Linked DNA regions of Hordeum vulgare: region 2 is linked to region 1. A link is a contact called in public Hi-C data. All regions are on one chromosome and are shown on one strand. Each heading gives the region's core, a stretch centred on a gene start, on an enhancer-like site or on the middle of the called end of the contact. The rest is flanking DNA. Distances are from core to core; before and after follow the strand shown.

Region 1 (5,712 bases), core at 1,848-4,347:
ATGACACTTGGTCTTGATAATCTTCCGGCAGAATTTGATAAGTGTTGCTGGGATTTTGTCAAACCTATCATTATGTGCTTGTTTCATGCTTTTTCACGCGGGCACCCTTGATGTGACCCTGTCTCGGTCATGGGTTGATTACCTTGATTCCTATGCTTGGTGGAGCTAAAAAAATCTTCGTTCCTCCCCATCTGCTTACTTAGATGGCCATGTAAGGCCCTGTTTAGAACCAATCAGATTATATAATCCAGTTTTTATAATCTATTTTATCTTTAAACGGGACAGATTATGGTGTAGATTATAAAAATTAGATGAACAGATTATTAAAAACTCATAATCTACTCTACACCAGTTAAAATTAGATTATGGATTGATAATGACTCATTATCCTTGCAAAGTTGGAGATGATTACATTCCTACCACCGCCATCCTCCTCTATTTTAAAAAAACCAGAGGACAGACGGATCATTATTTAATGTAAAACCTGGATTACAGTTTATATAATCTGACCTCCAAACATGTCCATCCAGATTATTTTTATAAACCAGATTATAATCCAGATTATCATAATCAATTATGGTTCCAAACAGGGCCTAAACTTGTTACTAAGGTGTTGGGTAATCGTGTGCCCATGTTTGCAAATAAACTAAATAGTCGTCACCAAAATGCTATTATTAAGCATCAAAATATAATGCATGGTATCTTATATCTTCATGAGATTCTCCGTCATAGTCAAGTGAAGAGAAAAAGTGGGTATAGTTCCTAAAATTGACTTTGAAAGGGTTATGACAATATTAATTGGGACTTTTTGCTTGAATGTCATGAGATGCATGGTTTCAATGCGACTTGGTGAAACTGGAGTAAAAATATATTATATAATGGCATTGTTAGTATCAAGTTGAACGACTTAACTGGTCCCTACTTTCAAAGTCACAAAGGGGTTCGGCAAAGCGACCTCTGATGTCTACTACATAATTTTATTCTTGTAAACTTGTTGGGCCAAGTGCAGAATTTTGTAGGACAACAACATTTTTTTAAAGTGGATGACCTAAGGTCTATCAGCCTGTGTGAGGTGTACGATGAAGATGGCCTCTCTCAAACAATCATGCAATCAAATACAAGCAATTTCTTGTGCCCCCAACCTCATCGCCAGCAAACACCGACGAGTGAAGACGCCGCCATACCTTCACCATGGCACACCCCCACACCAGCCGCCACCATCAGCAAAGACCGCCAGCGGCGGCCGGCCCTCGCCGCCTCCGCTCGCGCCGCCCGTGAGCCGACGACCAGAGGAGCAACCCCACCTAGATCTGGAACAGCTGCCACCCCGATGCGTCGCCCTCACCGCCGCCACCGTGGCTCCACAAGCCAAGGGAGGAGCCCCTTGCACCATAGCATCACCGCGTGGAGCAGTTGAGCAGCGTCGCCCCCACGCTCGAGAACAACGACCGAGGGGTCCCGCCACCGCCGCGCCGTCAGGGCTTTGGCCCTTACACAAATATGTAAACATCATATTTATAACTGGAAACACAGATCCATATTTTCAATTTGTTTCCTATCTTTTCCGGTGACTGTTAGCCTATCCTGTTATGTATACGAGATTATTTGCTCTCTCATGCTCAGTTGTTTTACAGAAACATTGTAACACTAACATATCCTTTTTACTAATTCCATAGTTTATGATGATTGGCATCAGACACACCTTCAACATATACCAACTATATCTCATAAAAGTACGAAACAGAATGGTGTCGTGGAGGCGTGTATCGTGTGATGTATAACTCCGACAAAGACCATTTTTGGAGCTGCTAGCTTCCGTAAGGGCGTCGCCGAAAGAAAGTAACGTATCCCCGCAAAAGAAAGAAAGTGTTGCAATTAAAAAGATTGTACTTTTTTGTGGGAATTTAAAGAGAATATACTGCGGGCATCAACTTTTTTCGATCTAAAAAGAGTGTGAACAAGCGTTGTAGGAATATACCAAGACGACATGCCCGGAATAATAAGGGCATGTACAACAGGGTACAGTCAGCAAAATAGCTGACATGGGAGAGAGAGTTCTAGCGACGGCCGGTTGCCGCATACTCCCTCCGTCCGGTAATAAGTGTACATTTTCATTTTCTGTCAGTCAAACTAGTTAAATTTTGACTAACTTTATTAAAAAAGATGCTAGCATTTATGACATCAAATTAGTATGAATAGATTTATCTTTATATGAAGTTTTCAAATATATCATTTTCATGTTATATATGTTGCTACTATCTTTTTTTTATAAAGTTGGTTAAATTGTAAAAAAATTGACTAAGTAAAAATCTATATGTACATTTATTTGTGGACGGAGGGAGTATATCGCTAGATATAGCCGGATCTTTTCCCGTTGTACGACCGCATGGTTTACCACAGACCGCATCGTGGGTAGGAAATCCCTTACAATATGCACGCACGTTATGAAATTTTAGACCAGCCTAACGACAATCCATTGTAGTACTCCCTCCGTTCCTAAGTCTTTAAAGAGGTTTCATTAGTGGACTACATACGGATGTATATAGGCATACTTTAGAGTATAGATTCACTCATTTTGCTTCGTATGTAGACTTTTAATGAAATATTTTAAAAGACTTATATTTAGAAACGGAGGGAGCAGTTGTCTGCAAATGACGTGGAGGGATATTATAGACAACAGCCGTCTAATCTGTTGTAGATGCCCTAACAAAGAAACCCGAACCTAAAAGAAAACGTGGAGAAATATTTTCACAAGGCACAGCGTTTTGTTAAGGTAGCCTACCTATTTTTAGTTACCGTGGAGAAGATATTTCTCTTTTGGAACGTGGAGCCGTTTCGCAGCCCGTGTTCGCAACGCAACGCGAGGTAGGCATATCCCCCGCTATCCGGGAAGGAAGGAAACGTTTTATTTACCGCCTGCCATTCACGGCGCTCAGTCAGCGTGCCAGCCAAAACAGTCCAAAAATATTCGAGAAGGCGACGCCAATTCCGCCTCCTCCTTCAATTCCCTCCACCCTCCCCACATCCACCCCACCCCACCCCCTCCCCCCCGCCGCCTATAAGATCGCCAGGCGGAGCCGGGCGCACGCCATTTCCTTCCCCCCCTCCCTCCCCCCGCCCGCCGTGCTGCTACCCGCAGTCGCGCACCGATCTGCTTCGCCGCGCCAGTCTAGCCGTCGCCGCTCCCTCCCTCTCTCTGCCTGCCTGCATGGCGTCCACGCCGGCGGGCATCTACGGCAGGCTGAACAGGACGAGCACGCGGGCCTTCCTCGCATACTTCGCCGGCGGAGCCGCCTGCGCCGCCGCCCTCGCCTGCTTCGTCGTCGTCGCCTCCACCGCCGCGCCCAATGGCGCGCCCCGCCTCTCCTCCCGCTCCGCTCGCGTCTGGCCCGTAAGCTACCCCGCCCCGCCCCGCCCCCTTCGAGCCTAACCCCTCGCACGCTCGTGTGGTGTTTGTCGGCTGACCCCCCCGTCTCGCTTCAGGACCTCGAGTTCAACTGGCGGCTCGTGGTGGCCACCGTCGTCGGCTTCCTCGGCTCCGCGTTCGGCACCGTCGGCGGCGTCGGCGGCGGCGGCATCTTCGTGCCCCTCCTCAACCTCGTCCTCGGCTTCGACACCAAGTCCGCCGCCGCGCTCTCCAAATGTAAGCCGCCCGCTCTACCACCCGTCTCGACCGTCCGACGGGTCGATTCTGCTCACACGCGTGGAATTTTTGTCTTGCTTGCGCGCAGGCATGATCATGGGGGCGTCGGCGTCGTCGGTCTGGTACAACCTGCAGGTGTCGCACCCGACCAAGGAGGCGCCGGTGCTCGACTACAAGCTCGCGCTGCTCTTCCAGCCCATGCTCATGCTCGGGATCACCATCGGCGTCGAGCTCAGCGTCGTCTTCCCCTACTGGCTCATCACCGTCCTCATCATCATCCTCTTCGTAGGTTGGTGTCCTCGCTCGATCGATCGTGCTGCCACAACGTGCCGTTAATAATAAAGCCATGCCCTGACTTTCGTGCTGGCGGCCTAGCTCCTTTGTGTGCCTTGTCAGTCAGATCACTAAAGTGGACGTTTTTTTTGGCGCGTGATCAACTCCTTGCAGGAACCTCCTCGCGGTCCTTCTACAAAGGCATCCTCATGTGGAGGGAGGAGACAAGGATCCTGGTTAGTTCTTGTCACATTGGCCCTGCCCCTGTTACCTGCCTTAACATTAATAGGATTGTGTTGTGAACATCCTTGTGTGAATGATTGCAGATGGAGACACGGGAGCGAGAAACCCAGTCCAAGTCTTCTGGTGCCAGTGCTACCAACGATGGTACTACTAACTTTTTACTTGCATCGAAGTTTCCAGTCAGTATCCATTTTTCTCATTTTTAACATGCTGTAATTTTTTTACTCAATATCTGCAGTGGTTCTTGACCCGAGTTATGCAGAGCCTCTCCTGCCCCAGTCTAAGCCCACGCAGAAGTCTGGCCTGGTAAGCCACAAATACTTGCCACTTTGAACTCTGAGGCTTTTCTGACCTGAACATATAACTAAGATCGATTGGTTGCTGTTAGATACACCTTTCGAAGCAACCATATGATTAGGATAGTTTATCTTCCGAGGGTGACATGATTAGCGAAGTTAACACAGTATTTTTTATGATTCTCTGGTTTAGAGTAACTTTGGCGGATGCCCTTAACATGCAACAGCACAACAAAACCCCAAAAGTACAGCTTGTCAATTTGTGCCCTAATAATTGAGTCCATGTTTTTTTTATTCCAGGAGACTTTGATGTTCAACTTGAGGTGGAAGCATATCCTAGTGCTACTGGCTGTTTGGTCATCTTTCTTGGTGCTGCAGATACTGAAGGTCTCTTTCATATGCATCATGGCAGTAGTTCCATACTTTTAATGTTGTCTAGTTGATAACCTTTAGGAACATAAACTGATTGGATTTGACAGTGACATGGTTGTTTGTCACCCCCTTTCTCACATAAGCCATAAGTACAGTAGCAAAGCACATCTTACATGTGCTGTGTATGAAGTGTCCACGGTCAATTATAGCTCTTCAGCACATGTACATGTGGTTCTATTTGTCAGCTTTTACTACTAACTTCTTCAGTTTATATTACTACCTCGTGGCACAGCGAGGCTCCTGCTCTTCTGTTGCCATTTGTGCCTTAACCTTTTCAGACATATGTTGGCTAAAAGTTGTTGCTAATTTCTGTAATTTTTCACTCCTATGCAGAATAACTCCAAAACATGCAGCACTTTCTACTGGGTGATCAATATTTTCCAGGTGAGAATCACGATGCAGCCTGCCACTACTTTATAGTTGAACAATTAGATCCAATCTTGCCTTTTCACTTAAGTTGTACATTATGCTCAACGTTCTGTTTACGTTTGAGAGCATATCATTGCAATGGACATGCATATGTCTTTTCAAAACTCATGAAAAGTTTGGTGGACTTGCATGTTTAGACCATCCATCAGCTGTTTTTAAGGACCTCTTAACTTCCACCAAACCTTAACTATTCCGTCGGTTGTACACTGCACAAATTGGGTGTTGCAATGCAACCTTTTTCTACCTGATACAGTCTAACCACGTGTGTCGATTGATACAGATCCCAGCTGCAGTAAGTGTATTCGTGTGGAAAGCGGTTCAGCTGTGCAGGGAGAGCCGTGCTAGACGCATGAATGGTAACCTGGAGTGTGTCTGTGAGGCCAATATCGAGTGGTC
Region 2 (5,240 bases), core at 2,436-4,935, 64 kb before region 1:
GGGCCGGGACTAAAGCCTCGAGGGAGGCATTGAGAATTGGGGCGACATGGCCGGGCCTTTAGTCCCGGCCCAGAGGCAGGCCAGGACTAAAGGGTCCCGGCCTAAGGCCCGTTTTCCACTAGTGATAGTGCCAGCTGGGACTGTCGTCAAGTCTCCATCCGTGCCGACCCTGTGGAGCCGTACAAGCGTACCACCTACCACGCAGCATGCTCGCACGTCAAGGCGCCTTACATAGTTGCATTTGCATACGCCCAAAAATGAGGTGTCACGTTGCACTAGTGGGGACAGGGCCTATAGTCCCGGCCCGTAAGGGGCTTTAGTCCTGGTTCACCAACCGGGACCAAAAAGGCGGGACTAAAGACCTAACCTTTAGTCCCGGCCCTGTTCCAAGCCGGGACCAAAGGTGCTCCACGTGGGCGCCTCGGAGCGTCCTCAGGGGCACGCCCTTTAGTCCCGGGTCTTAACACGGACCGGGACTAAAGGATCCGTCTGTTTATTTTGTTTGTTTGACCCAAAAAGGTACCTTTTTATTTATTTTTCAAATTATATTTTTGAATATTCTTTGGTTTGTTTTTATGTTTTATTTCAATTTTTAAATCTTTGATTTATTTGACAATTTAATCTCTAATCACCCATCCTCACTGCTCTAGCCGGGACCAAAGGTGCTCCACGTGGGCGCCTCGGAGCGCCCTCAAGGGCAGGCCCTTTAGTCCCGGGTCTTAACACGGACCGGGACTAAAGGATCCGTCTGTTTATTTTGTTTGTTTGACCCAAAAAGGTACCTTTTTATTTATTTTTCAAATTATATTTTTGAATATTCTTTGGTTTGTTTTTATGTTTTATTTCAATTTTTAAATCTTTGATTTATTTGACAATTTAATCTCTAGTCACCCATCCTCACTGCTCTAGCATATATTACTCATTTCAAATCGTCTAACTTCTCGACCGGTCACTCATCCTTTCACTGCTTCAGCCCGAGCACGCTTAACTTCCTGGTTCTATCGCCCCTAGTTGCCAAGTCTACACTTGTTGTTCTCCTCACAATAGTAAGCTATCAATCCTAAACAACCTAGGGTTTGATGTCATGTCACATGATTTATTTTTTTGAATTCAAACAATTATTAAAATAAACAAAATAAGTAATAATAATATTGAATTTCAATGAAAACAACCTAAAGATTTTAAATAAAATTATTTTTTCTTATTTTTGTGGAAAAACTTCTTTTTGCCATAACTTTATTTACATTTGGAATTTTGAGCATGTGAGAAAACTTCACCAGGCAAGCCCCGGTGAAATGGATTCCCAATTTTCTCTAGCTTTTTTTATATATTAAACTTTTTTTTTGACGTCGTATGCAAAAGTTATGGCCGTTTTACATTTTTCCCTTTTTGAAAAAACGGCCAAAATTCATATCTCAAAATTTGTATACCAACTAGGCACTAAAACCTAACTACATCTCAAAGGATTTTATTTTTTGAAGATTTTAGCATTTTTGTTTATTTTCTACAAAACTAAAAAAGACGGTCCAGGGAGGGTAGAGTTTGAAAATTTCAGAATCCCCTTTAGCCAAGAGTCCAATCATACCCGTCGACTACATTTGCTAGCACCGTCCCCGCCAGAATCACAACTAAGGTTAACCAAGCCAGATTTAACCCTTTCTAACTTTATTTGCTATGTTGAGCTAAATGACCCTGAAATTGAAAAGAACTATAATGAACTCTGAAAATGTTGAAACTTGGCATGGTATCATCATTTCATCCACATAGCTTGTGCTAAAAAGTTGAGAGGGTTACGACAAAAACTGGATGCACTTCGTGTACAAACTGGACCATCTCCTTCGAAGTATCACAGTTTCGGACGAAAACCCATCTGCTAGAAAGATATTTTATTTTTTTTTACTTATTTCAACTTCAGACATTTTATGCATTTTGTGCATTCAATATAAACCATTCAAAACCACATCCTAAATTTCGACCCTTTATAACTTCATTTGCTATTTTTCATGCATTTAATGATTTTTTGACCTAAATGACCTTGAAATTGAAAAGCCCGACAAATGAACTCTGAAAAGGTTGAAACTTGGCATCATATCATCATTTCTCCCACATAGGATGTGCTAAAAAGTTGAGAGGGTTACGTCAAAAACTGGATGCACTTCGTGTACAAAATGAACTTTCGAAGTATCAGGGTTTCGAACGAAAACTCATCTATTGCAAAGGGATTTCATTTTTTTGAACTTATTTGAACTCCATACTTTTTGTGTGTTTAAAATACACCATTTAAAGCCACATCATAAATTTTCAATATTTTCTGACTTCATTTGGTATTTTTCATGCATTTACTTACTTTTTTGAGCTAATTGACCCTGAAATTAAAAAGCACTACAAATGAACTCTGAAAAGGTTGAAAGTTGGCATGGTATCATAGTTTCACCCACATGGCATGTGCTAAAAAGCTGAGAGAGTTACGATAAAAACTGGATGCACTTCGTGTACAAACTGGATCATTCTTCGAAGTATCAAGGTTTGAGACGAAAACCCATCTGCTACAAAGACATTTTATTAAAATGATTTTAATTCCATACTTTTTATGCATTTAATATGCACCATACTATAACATGTTAAAATCTACAGAAAGTACTAACTAAAAATAATAAAAAACAACAATTAAATAACTAAAACAACTATATAAGCAAAACAATATTGTTTTAATTAAAATCCAAATTTAAATTATTCTAAAAGTAACCAAATAAATCTTACTGTGATAACAATCTAACAGATGACTAGGAGAAAAAAGAATTAAATTAAAAAATATTTGTAAACTCAAGTTATTCACAATTTGGGTTTAAAGCAAATTTGAACAAATTCAAATTTAAACCATTCAAATTTAAAAACTAATTGCACAAGCAGAAACTAGACAAAATTTTGAATCTAATGCAAAAAGAATCACTCAAAAAAAAATTAAATATCCTAAAAGATATAAGCAATTTAAAACAGAAACTACAAACAAAAATAAAATTTAAAAACAGGAAAAAATAAAAATACAAAACCCCTTTAGTCCCGGTTGGTCTACCCTTTAGTCCCTGTTCAAGACATGAACCAGGACTAAAGCCTCCAAACCCTTTAGTCCAGGTTCGAGACACGAACCGGAACTAAAGGTCCCTTTTGAACCGGGACTAATGACCGACCGACGTCCTTGCCGTTCGAACCGGGACTAATGCTAACATTAGTCCTGATTTGTAATGGAACCGGGACTAATGTGTAAATTGAGTTGGGATGGAAGCCCGTTTTTCTACTAGTGTTGGCACCACGACGAAGCCAAGCTCCAAAGTAGATCCATACATGGCCTTTCGGATACGATGCATGACGCGTCTCCTCCTCATGCTCACCTCGTTTCGTCCTCAACGATATTGTCATCATGCGCGCTGTAGCCTGCAGGCGCTTCGGCCGGAAACAGCGACGTCCGCAAACAGCGCCGTACGCGCTACGCTCCACACCCTCTGGATCGAGCCTCTATCCATTCACATCAACGGTTGGCCAAGGACGGAACATGGCGATATATCGATCACCTCCCGATCCCCGAAACCGGCGACAGTCGACTCCGTCTGCAGCCAGTACGTGCTACGTACTACTTGTGCGAGGTAGAACCAGACGGGATCGTGTAATCATTCCATGCCAATACCATATGCGTCGATCGCTTTCTCATGTGTGCCGTCTGCCGTGTGAGACACCCCACGATGACACCGAGTATATATTATAGTACGAATAAACAAGAAGCCGGATAGAAGCTCACCAACGCACACGTACCTGCAACGGCGGTCCGCGTGTGCGTACGTGACGCTCCGTGGTTGGGCCCGGCCCCCGGCTCGATCGTCGAGTGCAGAGCAGGAGAGATTCCCCGCTGCAACGGCGGTCAACAACTAACATCCCTGATAGCAACACAAGAGGGAGAAAAAAGAAAGAACTGAAACGATGCAACTCCTCAACCCTGCTGCCATTGAGAAGTTTTATAGGCATGTACGGAGGAGATCCACTCAAGCGGATTGGAACGGCTTGAGGGTACGTAAGATAGTAGTTGGTAATTTTGACACATAGGATTCTTGATGATGTGTCTTCTAATAAATGAAGAAAGAGAGTAACGTTGTACGGAGTATGTAAATTAACCAACACCCTTGCACAAGCTCCAATGTAAAATGAAAGAGCACCTTATTTACTACCTCACATCTTATTAAGCAAACTAGATACTCCCTCTGTCCAAGTGCATATGGTATGCGCGTAGTTCTAGGTTGTTAATATAACTACTTAAATATGTATTATATGTAACAAATAATATATTATTAGATTCATGCGAAGATGTAGTTTCTGAATATATATAATTTTTATTGCATATAAAAAATATTTAACTAGTTAAATTGACAACCTAGAACTACGGGCATTGCCCTATACACTTGAACGGATGTAGTACAACCCATTAAAGTAGTTGTATGTTAAGATATTAACTGATGACATGACATATTTTACCAACAAAGTAACCAACAATCTGTTGAAGATGCCGTGAGGTGGCGCCTGGAGGATGTGGACGGCGGTGGCCTCCGCGCCCGTCGACCTCCACGCATCGGCAGGCGGCGAGGCCAGCCAGCTACCCGGCCGAGCCGAGGAACGCAAGTCGAATATGATCTCCCGTGACCCATTGATCACAAAATCCATGATAGCTTGATGACATGATCAGCGCGCAATCGAGACCGAGTACGATATCATCCGATTAACTGAAAGGGCACTGCTCCGGTTTGCAACCAAGTTTTGACATGTGCATGCAGCTTTTTCAAAAAATGGCATGGCATATGAAAGGCATGGCCGCCCGACGTGATTGGCGTCTGCAGTGCAGGGTGCCGCGGTCTATTTTTTTACTTAGCATTAAATAGCAGCAACCACCGATGGTACGGGCGAGCTGGTCCCTTGCCATTTCGATCAAATCCGGAAACCACGTAAGCTAAACTAGCACGTGATGTGCTCTGCAACCGGGCAGTGACATTACTCATGTACAGCACGGCAAGTCCGAATGAACATAATACACAAACACAAGGAGGTGGGTTAATCTCAATCACAAGGGAACCGGTTGAGTCGTTTCATATGGACTCGTAATTTTACCCATGCATGGATGACCCGATCAGTGGCGTCCGCCCCAATCATCTACTCCCGCCCGACGTGGTGGCGAATTTTTTATAACTAAGCATGATAAT

Evidence for each region. Hi-C and Micro-C count contacts between places; a contact is called where the count stands out from the background.
Region 2: a contact with region 1 is called in a Hi-C map of leaf, with 5 times the contacts expected there. The contact joins the enhancer-like site here to the promoter of LOC123447639 in region 1. A contact is called at or near these places in 4 of 6 Hi-C or Micro-C datasets (leaf and seedling) and 1 of 1 datasets of contacts at active chromatin or transcription factors (embryo).

The regions. Positions count from the first base shown.
Region 1 is chr4H:23,884,606-23,890,317 of MorexV3_pseudomolecules_assembly, reverse strand. LOC123447639 (sulfite exporter TauE/SafE family protein 4) reads left to right here and starts at 3,097. Exons shown (of 12, transcript XM_045124249.1): 1 at 3,097-3,391; 2 at 3,484-3,643; 3 at 3,732-3,932; 4 at 4,091-4,152; 5 at 4,243-4,303; 6 at 4,398-4,465; 7 at 4,756-4,842; 8 at 5,221-5,271; 9 at 5,597-5,712. The coding sequence starts at 3,209.
Region 2 is chr4H:23,949,231-23,954,470 of MorexV3_pseudomolecules_assembly, reverse strand. No RefSeq gene overlaps it. Among protein-coding and RNA genes, the nearest start is that of LOC123447639, 65 kb to the right of the region's middle. Within about 2 kb of position 3,685, at least 2 of the 3 cell types and tissues checked have open chromatin away from gene starts, as enhancers often do. A contact at or near this core is called in leaf, where this site is marked.